2 separate regions of the Mus musculus genome follow, and region 2 is linked to region 1. The links are chromatin contacts, called in public Hi-C maps. All regions are on one chromosome and are shown on one strand. Each heading gives the region's core, a stretch centred on a gene start, on an enhancer-like site or on the middle of the called end of the contact. The rest is flanking DNA. Distances are from core to core; before and after follow the strand shown. Region 1 has its middle 34 kb from the start of Gm26559. Region 2 has its middle 69 kb from the start of Gm24471.

The links. A called contact is a pair of places that touch in the nucleus more often than the background predicts.
Region 2: a Hi-C map of cerebral cortex shows a contact between it and region 1, with 2.5 times the contacts expected there. The contact joins two enhancer-like sites. A contact is called at or near these places in 3 of 484 Hi-C or Micro-C datasets (cerebellar granule neurons, cerebral cortex and nephron progenitors), 2 of 115 datasets of contacts at active chromatin or transcription factors (embryonic hindbrain and forebrain) and 1 of 9 other capture datasets (embryonic stem cells).

Annotation. Positions count from the first base shown.
Region 1 is chr13:99,548,739-99,552,800 of GRCm38.p6, reverse strand. No RefSeq gene overlaps it. Among named protein-coding and RNA genes, the nearest start is that of Gm26559, 34 kb to the right of the region's middle. Within about 2 kb of position 1,655, at least 25 of the 459 cell types and tissues checked have an H3K27ac peak or open chromatin away from gene starts, as enhancers often do. A contact at or near this core is called in cerebral cortex, where this site is marked.
Region 2 is chr13:99,759,893-99,763,954 of GRCm38.p6, reverse strand. No RefSeq gene overlaps it. Among named protein-coding and RNA genes, the nearest start is that of Gm24471, 69 kb to the right of the region's middle. Within about 2 kb of position 1,949, at least 31 of the 459 cell types and tissues checked have an H3K27ac peak or open chromatin away from gene starts, as enhancers often do. A contact at or near this core is called in cerebral cortex, where this site is marked.

The DNA.
Region 1 (4,062 bases), core at 406-2,905:
CCACCTATGTCTAATCCCTTCAGTAATTGGCTGTAGCCAATTTTATTTAACCAACAGTTTTTAAATCAAGGAACAAGGTCTGTACAACAAAAGCTTGTAAACAAGAAAAGTCACTCAGCGGCCTAGAATTTAGCATTACACTACGTAGCAATAGACTAAACCTCGACACTTGAGCATATGGAGCACATATGGACGAAGCTAGTGCCATGGCCTTGGTAGGGACAGAATGACATGGTTCCTGCTCCTGGGACAGGGTCAGCACATGTGGGCTCCATGAATGTAGACTGCTACTGTGGGTGTAAGCCTTGTTTGTATAATAATGTACATATTTTCACATTCCTCTGAGGAAAGTCCTCCCTGTTAACATTAATGACTCCATGATAACCAAAGACTGCATGAAGTCAGGAAGTAAAGAAAGGTGGGTCTAGTGGCTCAGCAAACTGGTACCTTCAGAACAGCCCTTAAGGCTTTGGAAAAGAACTCTAAAAACATGACTTTGAATATATATATACATATATATATATATATGTATATATATACATACATATATATACACATATATATGTATATATATATGTGTGTATATATATGTGTGTGTGTATATATATATATATATATAAAAAATTTCTCAGCTATGCAAAATATAAAGATACAATATGAATTGTATGAGGAGCTTCAGAGATCTAAAGGAACAGTGGCAGCTACAGTCCGAGCCAGCTTGTTGGAAAGACACAAAGACAGGCAGTTAAAATGCAGGCAGATTCTTGAGCTCGAGGTCACAGGATACTGATTCACAGGACAATCAAAAGGGAACCTAGAATAAATAACTGAATTGATATGTAAATTTAAAAAACTGAGCTTTTGGTCTGCATAGGAGGAGCTAGCCGAAAGCAGTAACAGTTCCTTAGAATTTTTCTTTAGCAATAACTGAGCTGTCTGGAGAGGAGAAACAGATCTTCAAGAATTTTTTTCTAACAGGATTTCTGATTTGGTCAGAAAATCCATGGAGAGCGAACATAGCTCTTTTAAAATTTTTTATAACTCTTTTAAAAATTTTTTCTCACAGGACTTTTGACCTTGGTCAATGAGAAATCCCGAGAATACTTAGAGAGCTAGCAGCTCTTTCCAAACTTCTCTAGCAGCATCCAAAGATGAAGAGCGAACAGAGCTCTTTTAGAATTTTTTCCAGCTTTCTAAATTTGATTGGAAAACCCAATAATTACTTTTGGAGTTTTTCTACCAGGTTTTTTGACTTGGTTGGAAGATCCAAGGATTTTTTTTTTTTTTTTTAATAGCAGTTTTTCTGACTTTGGTCAGAAAAGCCATAAGCTATACAGACAGCTTTTAGAATTTTTACTAGCAGAGAGAGCTGGCTCAAACAGAAAGCTAGCTGTCTCACCAGAGAGTTTTTAGAGTAGCAACAAAAAGTCATCTAGAACAGAGCAGAACAGAGAGAGAGACAGACAGACAGACAGAGCACAGTTTGGAAAGCCATCTAGGCAGGACCCAGGTGATCAGCTTGGATCCATGATAATGACTTCTAGTTGTTTCTTTTCAGCGCTCCCAGGCACCCTGTCACTCAGAAACCAGGACCCAGCCGATGCTCGTTCTTGGCCTGCATCACTGTGAGCAGAAGCAGGAGCTACACGGCCGCCCACACACAGAGCAGACGGCACGCCACCAGCGATGGAATGAGGCACCTCTGGCAGTCCTATGGCTTCAGGACTGCAGCTTGAGATCTTGTGCATTTTGAAGGAGGGTAAAGAGAGCCAGGAGTCAGTTCCACAACGAACATAGGAAGAAATGTGTTCTTAACCCACCATAGCGTGGAGCATCCCTCAATAGTACAATGATCCACTGGCTTAGGATCTCTTAGACTTTCAGTCAGCATCTGTTCACAGGGGATACATAGTGATCAGCCAATAAGCCTTGGTTCTATTTTTAGATGCTGCTCCTCAGGCATCTCCACACCGCTCAGAAACACAGTCTTAAGTCTGCCTCTCGTTTGAAGAGGGAAATGCATTGTGTTTACTGGGTCTGTTCACATCCCTTTTCATAAACAGGTTAATTTCTTGGGAATACTTAGACATGTATTTTCTGGCCCACACAAAACCACTCAAAGAGCAAACAATTGAAAATCGTATTTGGTTTTATTTTGTTTGTTTTCTAGTTTGTGAGAAACATGACACTGTAGTCTAACATGGCAGATCACAGATTCAGAGACCAGAACTGGGGTTGTAGCTCAGCGATAAAATATTTGCCTGGTACATGAGAGAACATGGCTTTCATCCCCAAATACCACACACGAAACAAGGACAAACACCATACACATAGGACAGACAGGGCCTTGGAAGAACAACAGATGCCTTGCCTTTGGAGAATTCTACGGTAAATATGGAAAAGGGTAAAAATGTCTCTACATTTTCTCCCATCAAGCAGAGACTAAGCACACTGGCAAGGGTATGTGGGGCAATCTTATTGCTTCATTCTGCAGAGCTCCTGTCAGTTTGAATGAAGCCTTCCGTCATTAGCTCAGATACCCATGGCAACAACAGCCCTGCATGCTTTCTGAATGGTAGGCTGGTTTTCCATCCTACAAAACACTTCCCTGGTGTGATCTTATTTAACGTCACGATATCTCAGTGAGGAGGGCACTACCTAATTTTCTCCAGAGCACTCTCTGACCCTTTATCACTGAGAGAAAACAAAGGCAAGCAAATGTCTTCTGCTCTGCTGTGAGATCCCAGAGAACATAGGAGGAGCCAGAGATAGACGCAGGGCCTGGGTCGTCAGGTTCTGATACTGTGAAGCCAATGCAGCAGGTAACACTTGCTTTTCCAATACTCTCTCATGGGGAGGCTCACAGTGCAGTTTGAGTAGCTGGTGTTGAGCTCACGTAAGTCCTCCGAGTGGACAGGAAAGAATGGGTCTCTGTGGCAGAGCTCGTCCTCCCTCTGCTTAGTCAGCATCTTTTCCCTCCGAGCAGGGAGCAGCTGGGCTTAGTGAGCCGGAACCCAAGCAGATCAATAGCATGAACAAGTGAAGGCGTCGTTAGCAGAGTACTAATGTTCACTGCACATGCGTCCAGGGTGCTAGTCACAGAGCGAAGGTTAAGTAGAGTTAGTGAAATGACAGATGATTCATTGTGTTGGAACATGGGACATTTTTCTGCCTCACTCCCTTAATATAGCTTCAGTGAGGGGGAACTCCATCCTGTTTTTGAGTATTTGCAACGATACTTTATGTGTAATGTTTATATAAGTAATAAAAACACTATATATATATGATGTAGATGGCTATATATGTAAATATATATAATAGATGCAGGCAGTGTGTCTACTAGTTACATTGTGTGCAAAACAAAAGCTGAATGTAGTTTTTGTTGCTCTAGCACACCGTGTAAGGCAGCCAGATGCCAAGTTCTTTGACAAATGACACTGGTCAATAGTCACTCAACATGTTTTGCAAAATCAAGTTCCTGCATTTTTTGAGATTATTTACTGCTCTATTTTTCTTAAGTGAAAGCACAAACACTATAGCAATGAAGAATGGCTTTTAACCTAAGCATGCTGGAAAGTCCCTGCTGATGCTCTGCCCCCCTGCCCTTGCAGGCATAGTCCTTCCTCTGTAAGAGTGAGCAGAAACCTAGAGCATGCTGGCACTTCCTTCCTGACACTCACCACATATCTTCCCTATGTTGTGATGGGGGACAAGGTTTTTAACTCAAGGTTAAAAAAACAAAGTCCCCTGTATCCCTTTAAGTGCTGTGAGGCAGGGGGCTAACATACCCAGTGAAATGGAGGACATAGATACGTTGATTTTTCCTGTGAATAAAGTTTCCAGGAATAAAGTTTCAAAATCAGATCGATTGCATGAAATTTGACTGAGGCCATGCATGCAAAACTGTTAGCTTTATCAAAGGCTAGGGGACTTGTGTCTCTCACAGGATCTCACATTTTCTCAAAACACTTCTGCACAGATACTAAACAGACAGAGACATTTCATCTGATGCCTAGCCACCCAGGGAAAACTGCCCTGCTTGTCTTATTTCTCACCTACAAT
Region 2 (4,062 bases), core at 700-3,199, 210 kb before region 1:
GGTCACAGCATCATAGACGGATCCTCTGTGGTGTCTCTCTGATGTGGGCAGGCAGTATTTTCTTTCTGGGAGCTCTGGAGCTGCTCTGTTTCTTAGAGAATCCAGGCTCTTGGCTGAGTTTATTTCTTTGTGACTTGGGTTCCTAGTTTTGTAAGACTCTGGGGAGCCTTAGCTTACCGGGGACCCCTTGGAGTGAAACACGTGGAGCTGGAATCGATGCAAAAAGCAAGAGGAATTTATTGTTCCAGTGCACTGGGGTCATCCCAGACCTGAAGGAGAGGTGACACCCCCCAACACCCTTTCGGTGAGTTTTCATATGGTTTCCAGGGGCAGAATAGAGCATCAGCAACTAGGCACAATATGATTGGCCAAACAGTGCACCCTTTAAACTGATTGGTCTTTAGGGAATGAGGTGACAAGGACTTCCATTGTCTGAAGGTGAACAACACAGAGTCCTGGAATGTGTTCCATCCAGCTGGTTGGTTCTGCCCTGTTTTCTGAGAAATGATCATTAGCCTCAGAGGGGCAAGTGTTTCATGACCTTCCCCAAGTTCCTGAGCTGACCTTTTCAGTTTCTTGATGGCTGCAGACTCTCGGCTTGCTAAGACTTTGGTCTTAAAGTCTCCCCTTTCCAGGTCAAGCTTTCCATGTAGCCCCTCCCGCAACAACAATGAACGCCCTCTCGTGCTTCCAACCTCTGACTTTACATTCCTGCCGAATCTCTCAGGCCTCTAACTAGAGGAAGTTCTCTGCTTTGAAAAATGTTCATAATTAGAGAATCTAGGGTAATTTTCCATTTTAAGGCACGGATTGATAGCTGCATTCCACCTTAAAAGGCCCTCTTATTACTGTAGCAGATGCACATGCTGAATCTATGGATTCAGGTTAGACGTCTGGGAGGGGGAATTTATTTTGTCATTCAAGACATTATAAATAATTCACCAACTGCCTTAAAGCCCAGAGGTGGCACATTGCTGCAACCTTTTCTGAGGAAGCCTTACATTTCCACTCATTGATGGACAGGGCCAGCTAGAGAAGAAAGGATTCTGAAGCCATAGGCAAGGGTGGGCCAGGGAGAGCTTTGACCCTCAGAGAATCAATGTCTTCTTCTGAAGCCCAGAACTTCTAGATCTACCTTTTCACTCAAGATGGCCACAGGGACATGGAGAAGTGACGTGAGTTGGCCAATGTTGATGGGCCCCAGAGATAAATGTGAAGTCTGAAGGGGGCTTTTCAGAATGTGAAAACGGTTGGCCTGTTTGCACTGAAGAAATAAATAACTGTTTTTCTTGGCATTGTGTGTTGACAATGATGATGGTCTTTCTATAGAAATTTATAAGTGGTGGCCAGCAAGAAACACTCCACCTTATTCTTTTTTTTTTTTTTTAAATATTTATTTATTATTATATGTAAGTACATTGTAGCTGTCTTCAGACACACCAGAAGAGGGAGTCAGATCTCGTTACGGATGGTTGTGAGCCACCATGTGGTTGCTGGGATTTGAACTCTGGACCTTCGGAAGAGCAGTCGGGTGCTCTTACCCACTGAGCCATCTCACCAGCCCCACCTTATTCTTTCAGTGCTTGGGTGTCATCATAATCAGATTTCATTATCATTCCTTGACTTGACCACAATCCTTGCTTCAGGGTCAGAAGAAAATGTGGAGCTCACAAACCAACTGTTCTGGAGCTCCAAGGTAAGAAATCTGGCTAGGAATTCCACATCCCTGCGCCTCCTCCACTCCGAGTGGAGGCAGACATTCTCCGTGGCTCTATTCAGATGTTCAGGCAGTGAGCCTGGTCCACAGGGAGACTGGCTCACTATTCAGGGGCCCCCTTCGCTTGCCAACTCTTCTCACCCTGGTCTCCTCTTTTTCACAGTCTAGAGACACCTACCTCCGTGGGATTTACATAAGCCTGAGCAAAGAGCGCTCCAGCTAAGAATATATCCACCCCTCTCCCTGGGCAACGTGCCTGAGAGGTGTGAAAACTGACTCACTGCACCTCTGACTCAATGAACAGACAAATGTATGAAGAAACTCCTGGATTGATGCTGCGGGGAGAGCCCAGTCTTTTTAGCACAGGAAGAAAGAGATGGCTGTTACGAAGTCAAGTCCTAGAGGGTAGAAGCTTTTATTTAAGCACTCTCTCTCTTGCTCTCTCTCTCTCTTTCTTGAATGCTTCAGACAGCTTTAGCAAGTGAAGGTTTTCAAGTATCGAGTGAGGCACAGAGAGGATGGGAGACTGAAATAGGAAATGCTCAGCATAATCTTATCAGCAGCAGTGCACGCTGGCTGTGGGATTTGTCTGGGCAGTTCAGGCTTGGATGGTTTTCCCACACACCAGAGACTCCCTGATTGCCAGAGCGTGAAATGCTAAGACCTGTAACTCTAGGACCAGTTCTTCTGGGCAGAAAGCCATAGCCTACAGGAGAACCATGGTATGTGGCAGCCCCGTGAGCAGCCTGAGGTCTTCAAGATCTCTAGATGCCTGTTGTAGTGTTGTCCATGGAAGGAACCATGTCCATTTCTTGGCCCTCATGACAATGTCCCTGATAGGTATGGTCATTACCAGTTTAGTTTTCTCTAGGTTGAGTTTCTCCTGCCTTTGCCTGCAGAAAGGTCTCAGGTATTGATCAGTTTTTTTCTTATACTTGACAACTGAGACACAGGTCTAGCAAGGACATGGAGAAGTGTGTACAAACAGCCAGTGTCCATCAGTGATAGCTTGCTCTTTGCTAGTTGATAGCTGCAGCTTGGACCATTTAGTTCTAAGGGAGGCACTTCTGGTTACACATCCAATAGCCAATCTTACTGATCTTAGCTTTCCTGTTTCCATGGTGAACAATGCCACCTAAAGCAACTTGGGGGGATGGGTGGGGGGACATTATTTGGCTTACATTCCAGGTCATAGTTCATCACCAAACTCTAGCAGGAAATGAAGAATCGTTGCTTAGTGGCCCACTCCCTCTGACTCTTGTCAGTCAGTTTTATTATACAACCCAGGGCCACCTGGGACTCTGGCACTGCTCAGAGTATTGAGTAGCATACCATTTCTCTACCAATCAACAGTTACAACAGTACCCCACAGGTGTGGTCACGGGCCATTCTGATCTGGGCAATCCTTCAACTGACACTATCCATCCAGGTGATTTCTGGTTGTGCCAAATTGGGCATAAAAACAACCAGGACACCTCCTTCTTCCTTGCTGAAGGACTCAACCTCCTGCCAACATTGAAGTTGGATTGTAAAACCCTAGGCGCTTCCTGGGATCGCTGACTTTGTGAACCTCAGCTTCAGGTCTTACTAACTGTGACCTCTGGCAAGTCATTGAACTTCTCTGTATCCCACTTCCTCATCTGTGATTGGATGTAACACTTCCTGACGACTGCACTCTGCTCCATATTACTCCTTAGGTAGAGTTTCTGACCTACTGCAATCACAAGCCAGTCCCTACTGCGGCTCAGGTACAGACACGTCAGGTGCTACTGACCCCGTGGATGGAGGAGAATGTCTGTTGAGGAGCTTCTGTCCATCTCCAGTGCTTTGTCTGCCTCTTTGTGATGTCTGAAACTGCAGAGGCTATTCCAATCCAGAACAATTTGATTTGGGGATGCTTTGTTTATGGGATAATAAGCTGTAACTCTTTTAGCAGCTATGTTCAAAACCATTCTAAGTGGTAGACCTAGTAATGACATAGAAAAGCAGTGCATTTAAGCCACACAAGGATTCATATGATATTTTGCTTTAAATTTTTCTAAAACTCAAATTGTTTTACATTCACAAATATATATGTATATATGAAAAGCTTATAGTGAAAAAAGGGGGCATTCATGTTCCCAGTTCTCAGGTTAGCTAGCTAACTACCACTTTCAGTCTTTTATTTGCCTTCCCAGAGATTTCTGAAAATAAACACAAAGTAAATGTAAGCAAGATACAAAATTGCTTACCCTCGTGGTAATATAAACATTACAAAGCTATACATCATCTTGTTCCTGACTTTATTCACTTATGATATTTTGGTAATAATCAGATATTCCTGAGTAACATAGAAAGAATCACTG